Linked DNA regions of Zea mays: regions 2 and 3 are each linked to region 1. Evidence: chromatin contacts called from public ChIA-PET and Hi-C data. All regions are on one chromosome and are shown on one strand. The core of a region is the stretch at or near the end of the contact, and the rest is flanking DNA. Distances in the headings are between cores, read along the strand shown. Region 1 holds the start of LOC103644204 (homeobox-DDT domain protein RLT3). Region 2 holds the start of LOC100191601. Region 3 holds the start of LOC100381284 (putative serine/threonine protein phosphatase superfamily protein).

Evidence for each region. A called contact is a pair of places that touch in the nucleus more often than the background predicts. ChIA-PET counts read pairs in DNA pulled down with a chosen protein or histone mark.
Region 2: an H3K4me3 ChIA-PET map of seedling shows a contact between it and region 1, with 8 times the contacts expected there. The contact joins the promoter of LOC100191601 here to the promoter of LOC103644204 in region 1. A contact is called at or near these places in 9 of 25 Hi-C or Micro-C datasets (bundle sheath, ear, endosperm and 3 more) and 2 of 3 datasets of contacts at active chromatin or transcription factors (leaf and seedling).
Region 3: a Hi-C map of endosperm shows a contact between it and region 1, with 2.8 times the contacts expected there. The contact joins the promoter of LOC100381284 here to the promoter of LOC103644204 in region 1. A contact is called at or near these places in 9 of 25 Hi-C or Micro-C datasets (ear, endosperm, leaf and 3 more) and 1 of 3 datasets of contacts at active chromatin or transcription factors (leaf).

Annotation. Positions count from the first base shown.
Region 1 is chr1:296,885,843-296,888,542 of Zm-B73-REFERENCE-NAM-5.0, reverse strand. It overlaps LOC103644204 (homeobox-DDT domain protein RLT3), which reads left to right and starts at 1,318. Exons shown (of 18, transcript XM_008667401.2): 1 at 1,318-1,625; 2 at 2,312-2,402; 3 at 2,485-2,700. The coding sequence starts at 1,611.
Region 2 is chr1:297,021,661-297,024,360 of Zm-B73-REFERENCE-NAM-5.0, reverse strand. LOC100191601 reads right to left here and starts at 1,379. Exons shown (of 14, transcript NM_001137030.3): 1 at 1,057-1,379; 2 at 820-862; 3 at 586-675; 4 at 387-462. The coding sequence starts at 1,239.
Region 3 is chr1:297,123,389-297,126,088 of Zm-B73-REFERENCE-NAM-5.0, reverse strand. It overlaps LOC100381284 (putative serine/threonine protein phosphatase superfamily protein), which reads right to left and starts at 1,347. Exons shown (of 11, transcript NM_001174183.1): 1 at 1,227-1,347; 2 at 658-714; 3 at 88-171; 4 at 1-4. The coding sequence starts at 1,301.

The sequences.
Region 1 (2,700 bases), core at 69-2,568:
AAGATTATTCACTATGTGGATTGCACTCTTGAAAGTCGCCTAGAGAGGGTGAATAGGTGAAACCTGAAATTTACACACTTAAACACCAACTTTGACCCGGGTTATTGTTAGAAATAGTATAAAGTCAATTGGAGTGAGAGATAGGTGTTCTTCTTACTAAAGTTGCTCAATAAAATGCGAATTACTTTGGAAGCTAACTTAAATTGATATGAGATCAATCACAAGCAAGAGAACAAGAGAGGGGAGAGGACGAAGCAAATCACAAGTTAACGATCAAGCGCAAAGAACACGACGATTTGTTTCTCGAGGTTATGTTCCGAAGAATGTGCGTCCCCATTGAGGTGTCCACTAAGTACGTGTCTCTTTCAACCATTTCCCTCTCTCAACGGTCATGGAGACCAGTTGAATTTTCTTTCACTTAATCGAGGACACTTAGTCCTGCAAGGACCTCCACATAAAGAATGAAGTCTCTTGCTTTGCTTTACAAAAATAAGAATGGGGTGAGAGTACGAATGAAAACCCAAACCAAGAGCAAAAGAGTCTGCAATACTCAAATGAACACAAGCACTAAGTCTTTAGTTACTCAAATCGATCGGATGCGCTCTTATGAAGCTTTAGAAGCGTAGGAGTTATTGCACTAGTTGTATGGTTGTTTGGTGTAGCTCTTGTGTCTTTAATGTGCTGGTTGGGGGTGTGTATAGTCCCCAACAACTCAAATAGTTGTTGAAAGAAGTTGCTAAAAAGTGTTATGTCTGCGTGCGCATGGTCCGATGCACACCAGACTCTTTGTCCCCTGACCTGGTAGGTAGCCATTCTGACTTGTCATAGAGCATTGGATCAGGTCTATGCACATGACCCCACTCCATATCAGCATACAATATTTATATGCACAACCAAAACACCAACATGAATGCAAATATTTTACATTTATTTACTCCTTATTTACTTTGCTCAAATAAATATTTGTATGCATGAAATTTAATAAACATAGAATTCACATAGTTATATATAACCCAATAGAAGTAATTTATATAGTATAACTTACTATCCTATTTATTATAGTTTAAATATATAACCAACATTTTATATTTACTATTTATTAACTTTTTAGAAAGATAATCTCAATTTATAACTTTGTTAGAATACGCTTGCAATTTTAAATATTTAAGGAATTTTTTTTAATTCACCAAGATACGATTTTGGAATGTTACAACATGCTACATAGGCGTGGACAAATAAATATTCACCAAAACCATATGACCCAACTAGGAATGGGCTCTCAAAGAAAACAAGTATTCCATAAATAGAGTGATCTTTAAGGACGGATCAGCAAAATGACCACATAGATATTTTGATACTTCCCATCGTCCCGGCCCAAACCTCTCCTCGTCTCCGAGGGTTTTAGGGCCGAAAAAGTGCAGCTCAGCCACGAATAGCAGAAATGGCCGCAGTAGTGTTTTGGTCCCTCCGCCGCCCCCCACGGTCTAACACACCCGCCCGCTAATTCGCCGACCAGCCTGCCATCACCCGCTCGCTGCAGCCGCCGCGCCCCTCCCACTCACCAACGCGGCAACGCCCATGGCGCCCGTCTGCTGAAAACACCCGCCGCCATGCCTCGCGACCAGGTACGTCACGTGCTTCTCTGATCCATCATCAGCTGGCCCGTCGGGATGCGGTTTGGTTCGAGGGCGCGAGGCTATGTGGGGGCGTGGGGTGATCAGCGTAGGGGGATGTGGTGTGACCGTGTGAGCACTGAGGGCTGAGGCGCCCGACCTCCTATTTGCGGTTGGGTTCTGAGGTCCGGAGCGCGTGGGGTTTTAGGATCATGATTTTGGGGGCAGCAGTGATGACGATGCCTCCTATTTCCGCTCATTCTTTTATAGCGCATTTTGTGGGGGTGTTCTGTGTTCGAATTGGTCTTATTTGTTTGTGCCAAACGAGGCAATTAGTGTGCGGTATTGTGTTTTGAACTATGATTGTTGCAATTGTGGGGTAATATAGTTGTAACTATCCAGGTTTGATTTATAATTTCATCCGGGAAGGGGGTGGAAATCAATAATCTTTTTGTTGAATCAGATACGTTTTGGACGAACCACATTGATACTGGTCACTGGGCCATGATATTGCTATCCATTCACTTGTCAAAAAGGGTTTGCATGTAGCAGTACTTGCTGAGGAGTTCCAACCATTTTGTATCGGCGGTGTTTCTTACAATTTTAGCTCTTAACACTGAGTTACAGAGTTGTTTTGGGCTGGAGTTAGGGTTCTGGGTAGCTTTGCTTACCTTGTGCATAATTTGGACTTTTCTCAGATGGTGACCAATGGTTTTGGAGCAAAAAGGGATAATGCAGGGGCAAAAAAATCTCCCCAGCAAATTCAGAGGCTGGAGAAGTTTTACTCTGGTAATTATAAGCTAATGGTTTGAAGCCTTTTCCTCTGGCTTTGGTATACACTTCATTGTTGCTGATATATCTTTCTATCCAGATGTACAGTATCCAAAGCCAGAGGAAATGGGTGAGTATGCAACCTGTGTTGGTTTGACTTACAGTCAGGTCCGTATATGGTTCAAAGAGCGAAGGAGAAAAGAGAGGAGGATGGAGATGGGAGCCATTGGGTCTCAGATGGAAAGGCAATTTAGTGCACGTTCCAGTGGACCTAGATGCAGCAGCAGTTCTTCGTTTTGTAACCAAGCTCCCATCT
Region 2 (2,700 bases), core at 130-2,629, 140 kb before region 1:
GGACAATACATCATTATGCATTGGGTTTAATTTAGGGAACGGCACATTTGCTAGTAAAAGTATAAAAACAAACATTGTCCTCATACAAATTGTCTCCGATGTGTAACTATCAAAACTTGGCTCCTTGCTTCCATCATGCAGCGTGATAATGATAGAACGATTTCAAAACCAGGCAATATATTATCATACTACCCAGTGAAAGCTTGATATTTAGAAAGTAAGATATTTCTTGTAAAAAGTGATCGCTGAAGAATTGAAGTGTAGCCAAGACTTGGAAAACAATCTATATATGAAACCTCAAGTTGTCAAATTATCAAAGTAAGGACAGTAATGACTAGCTGAAGTCTGAAGAAGGCAACTAAAGTCAGAGAAGAAATAAAAGTTACCCTTGACCAAGCTCCAGGAAGGCAGTGGATACGAGGTGAAACTTATCCATCAGCACTTTGTAGTGATTTGTTCCACCTGTAAGGCCCAGCCACACACACTGACACACATCATTCAGGCTTCACTACCTCTTCTGGAAAAAAATGACAAGGCCCATTTTTAGTGAATTAGAGCCACATATTCAGAGGAGAGGTCCCGTACATGAATAATGCCAGTCGCGGTTGTAGACGTGCCGATAAAATTCCTGGAGGATGGGCACCTTCACCTCGGTCGGGATGCTAGTGTCATCCTCTGCGGTCATTGAACATAGTTTATTCATTACTGTTCGAATGAGAACCTCTACAGCCTTCAAAAAAATATCACAGCCCCACTCGTAACATTCCAAAAACATCATATATAGGCTTGAAACTAGCTTAAGGGCATGAGACTACTGACCAACGGTGTCGAGGGCACGGAGCACGAGGTAGAAGATGCACACCTGCGCAGTCGCAACAACAGCCATTAAAACACCACACGGGACATACGCACACGCGCACACCAAAATTGTTGGCACGAAGCGAACAAAATCATAGGCGCCACGCATCGGACTCTAATTGGCGGCGGCGCGGCGCCAGCGAATTCGTGTGGGACGGAGGAAAAAAGGGGAGGCAGGCGAAACGAGTTGGTACTGACGGCATTGCGGAGTTCGGGCCCGAGCTGCTGGATGACGAGGGCGAAGCTGCGGGAGACCTTCTGGAGCATGGAGTAGGCGAAGGCCCAGTGTTCCTCGGGCGGGATCTGACGCTTGATCTGCCCCGCTGCCACCCGCAATTTCACCAGCGCCAGCACCTCCTCCGGCCGCGACAGCGCCCCCATCGCCGCGCCTCCGGTCCAACCAACCGGAGTACCGGAGCAGCGTCCTCGCCAAACGTCGATCGAGCGGCTGGGCAGCCCGGTCCCAGACAGACGCCAGACGGGTCCCCTCCAGATGCTATGGACCTAATGGACGCGATGCGGCTCTTCTCTTGCGACTCTGCGAGCGCGTCCGCGTGGGAGTATTTCTAACGGGCGTCCCTGCACGAGAGGGGGACGGGGCGACAGATGGTCTGTTTGGTTTAGTTTTTTCTGATCGGCTTTTTCGAGAATCTAGACGTGAGGAGTGAGGAGAATTTGGCTGTGTAGAGAAACTGAGTATCATTAAGATTACGTGCGGAGGAAGATAAAATTGTTCATGGGTCTTAGGATCTATAAAATGATGGATTATTACTATTGTGACGACTCAATTACATGTTTATGTTGATTTTGAATAGTTTTTATCTAAACAAATTTTATAGAAGATGGCTGAAAAGCTAAGTGTTTAGCAGTCCGTAACAGCTTTTAGTGGCCAGAAGCTGTCAAAAACCGAAACATGATAAGAGACGGGGGCGAGACGAAAAGGTTGTCGCCGTCAGCCGCGCTGTCCGTTGTGCGTGGGCGAGCGCTATAGTTCCCTTTCGTAATTACTCTGGTCGTGCGGGTTGGGCAGCAGCTAGCAAGCGGATCTGGCTCGTTTTTTTTTTTTTTGACGGGGAGCGGATCTGGCTCGTTGTCTCCGCCGCCGGATGCGTTGGAACGCTATACCTTAAATTTTAACCCTTATACCTCACTATATATATAGCCACGTCATCTAGATTCCATCTTCTATTTTTCTTCCTTCTGTAGCGGTTCTCTCTAAATTCTCTATCTATACCCTCACTATAACTATAAAATATTATTTTTCATAACTATTCATTATTTATTACTATTTTTCTTCTATAAAAAACAACCCCGCGCGCGTACCGAGGGCAGAAGGACTACAGCTGCTCGCTAGATCCAGAAAAAGTCTATGCACTGCGCTATTAGTGTACCTGCTAGAGGGCGCAGTAGCGTCGAGCGTTGCGGCGATAGAGGAACTCTATACACCAATAGTTCTAGAAGAGGGGACGCCTAGCAGATGCCGCTACGCATAGCCTTAGCCTTGCACCACTAGGGATGGCTATATTAAGTGTGGGTTTGAATGTTAAATTTTACTTATGGGTCTATATTCGACTTAACGCGTAAATGACGGATTGGAGTAGAGTATAACTAACTTTGATTCTTTATTTACACATGATTTCGGCAAGCCCAATAAAATATAGGTCATTTACTTAGCTTCACTTTTTTGAAAGTTAAATTGATATTGCATTATGTACCATGCTTCTAAATAATTATATATGATGTGATTCTGGAAAATTATATGTGTTCCTCGTTCCATTTGTGGTGTTTTTGTTTAATTATTTACAATTGCTCGTCACCCAATAGGTGTCCAACACCTAGCGG
Region 3 (2,700 bases), core at 98-2,597, 240 kb before region 1:
GACACTGGTAAAATATCAAAATTTTAACATTTTCTTTATTAAATCAGAAAAGTGACAGAAGCAAATGAACAGAAAATAGTGAGGTACCTTTCCACCAATTCGGAAGAGTTCAGCAAGATCATGAAATTGTCCATGAATATCACCGCATATAGTAACAGGACTCTTTACAGGCTGCAACAATGATGACAAAACAAATCGTCTTAAGTCAAATAACATGACCAAAATAAGAGCTGCATCTGTGAATCCAGCATCTAAACGGCATAAATTGTCCGAAAGCGTCCATCTTATCTTATGGTATTTAAATGTTGGTTAAAGCTATACGGTTTGCAAGGTTCAGAGGGTGTTTCTTTCCCATCACCACTACGTTTTTTTATTAAAAAAACTTCAAAAAAGGTGGGTTCAGGAACCTTGAAGATGATGTGTGGGAATGAAGATGCAGTATAAGGTGTCATAAATTCACGCATTTAGTTAGCAAACACAAATTTAACTTGTGCAAGGTGGCATGGAGTGTCAGCTGGGGACTTGAAGCATTTTTTATTGCTAACTGGGTCAGGTCAAAACTTACGGTAGACATGAAGAAATGTTAAGCGAATCCAAACAAGACAATATCTCAATTCATAAAATGAAGTTGCTGATAATTTTAAGCAAACAACGAACCTGAACATTGCTTTCCTCCATCAGAATCTCCTTTGCCTTCTCACACAGAGCCCTTACCTGTACCATAAATTGCAATGGATCAAAACCTCCCTTCCCAACAGATCAAATCAAATGTGGATATTAATTCAACAGATCCATTAATCACAGGGTAGGATTTGTACACATCGAAGCAGGTCTAGGCCCCCTAGCATTATCCTTTTAGGATAAAATAAGGGGAGAAAAAAAGTTATGTGGCTACCAAAAATCATGGTGAAATGAGAAGATACAATTGTTTTCAGTTGACGCAGAGAAATTAACTCAACGTCGAAACGCCAGAGGAGGCTAAAAATTCTGTTTTTATCAAGTTTCTTCAGCCTAAAAAAAAGAGCAGAATCCCCAGCTTCCAAACGCCGAGGCCCAGCACCCGCCCGAGCAAACCAAACGCTCCCGCCAGCCATTTCCGCGCCAACCAGCATCAAAGAGCGTCCGGAAACCCGATCTCCCCGGGACCCGTCCCCGGCCCCGCAATTCCGCCAGATCTGGTGAAAAGGCACCTCGAACCGAGAAGAGGGCGACGGAGAAGGCGTTACCTCGGGCTCAGCGAGCGGCTTGCACTGCATGAGCCGCTCGATCTGGTCGTCGAGGCCGCCATGGGGGCTGCTCATCTTGCCCGCGGATGGAACCCTAGATCTGGGCGGGCGGGCGCTCGTGAGAGGGTGCAGGCGGAGGAAGCAGGGGGGCAAAAGGTCTGGAAAGTTGCAAGGGACGGTAGTTATATAATTGCGAGTTTGGAGGCTAGCTCTGAGGAGCGAGCGGATGGTCGGACGGGATGCTCGCCGTGCTGCCGAACTGGTCGTAGACTCGTAGCTGGAAGAAGAATGGGCAGTTTGTAAAAAACAAACTAAAATAACGTTTATTTATTTTATGGTCCAGCCGTGAGATTTAAAAAAAAGGTTATTGTGAGCTACGGGACGTGAAAAACCTTAGGATAAATGTTGTACAGCAAAAATATATATACTGTTCAGTTTAAATGGATATAAAACCGAGTCAAAAATATAGTTGGTTTGAGGTGTTCTCAAAGTGTCGCTAAAGTTTCTCAGAAAAATATACAAAAAAAGGCACGTCTATTGGGATTAGAACCATAATATATGAGAATAAAGCACTTGCGTTACAACTCACTAGTCGGTTACCGTGTATTGCAACGGCTCACAATAATACCCACATAAATTATCCATAAAAAAATCTTAAGATTTTTATTGATTGTCTTCACTCTTCGTATAATATTTTTTATGAACACACAGGTACCATAGACAACAAATTAGAGACACACATCCTTTGTCTCCCCCACTTCCAAGGTTTCGTAGAGCAATGGGGAAGGAAAGAGGCGGGCATACATGTTTGTTGCCGGAGAAGGACATGACGAAAACCTAGGCATCTAGAGGCGACATAGGTAGTATACAACTAGATATATAGGGAGAGAGCACGCAGGCGAAGAAAGAAGCCCAGCCGGAGCAGCTCCAGACCAAGAGGCACCCGCACCAGGCGTCAGTCCGAGAAGGGCGAGAGAATGCGAGTGTCCTTTCAGCCCTGGACTCGCCGAAGCGACACAATAACACCACCAACTCCGTAGCATATGTCGACTGCTGCCACGCTACGACCCTTACTTGTCCAATATCTCAGACCTAGACTCCTTGTCGCTAAGATAACCTAAGTGTGGCAGGCGCCACCATATCCTCCTCAACGACACACATAGAAAAAGGCCAGGAGCATGACCGACTCGCCCCGTACCCGCGTCGACGAGCGTCAGTCGACTCGCGACTGCGACCGTGGGCGGGGCAGCAGGTTGTGGAGGAAGAACATGGCGAAGGCCGGGAAGACGAACGGGATGTTCGATGATGGCGAACACGATGGTGCACGCATGATGTGAAACGTCCTCATGGACATGCAATAATCACTGCGCGAGTCGGTGTCGGGGTTGGTGTCAGACGAATACGGGGAGGAGGTGCTTGCTCTTACGCCCTCTGCCGAGAATAGGATGGCACGGAGGTGGAGGCATGAGGGGAG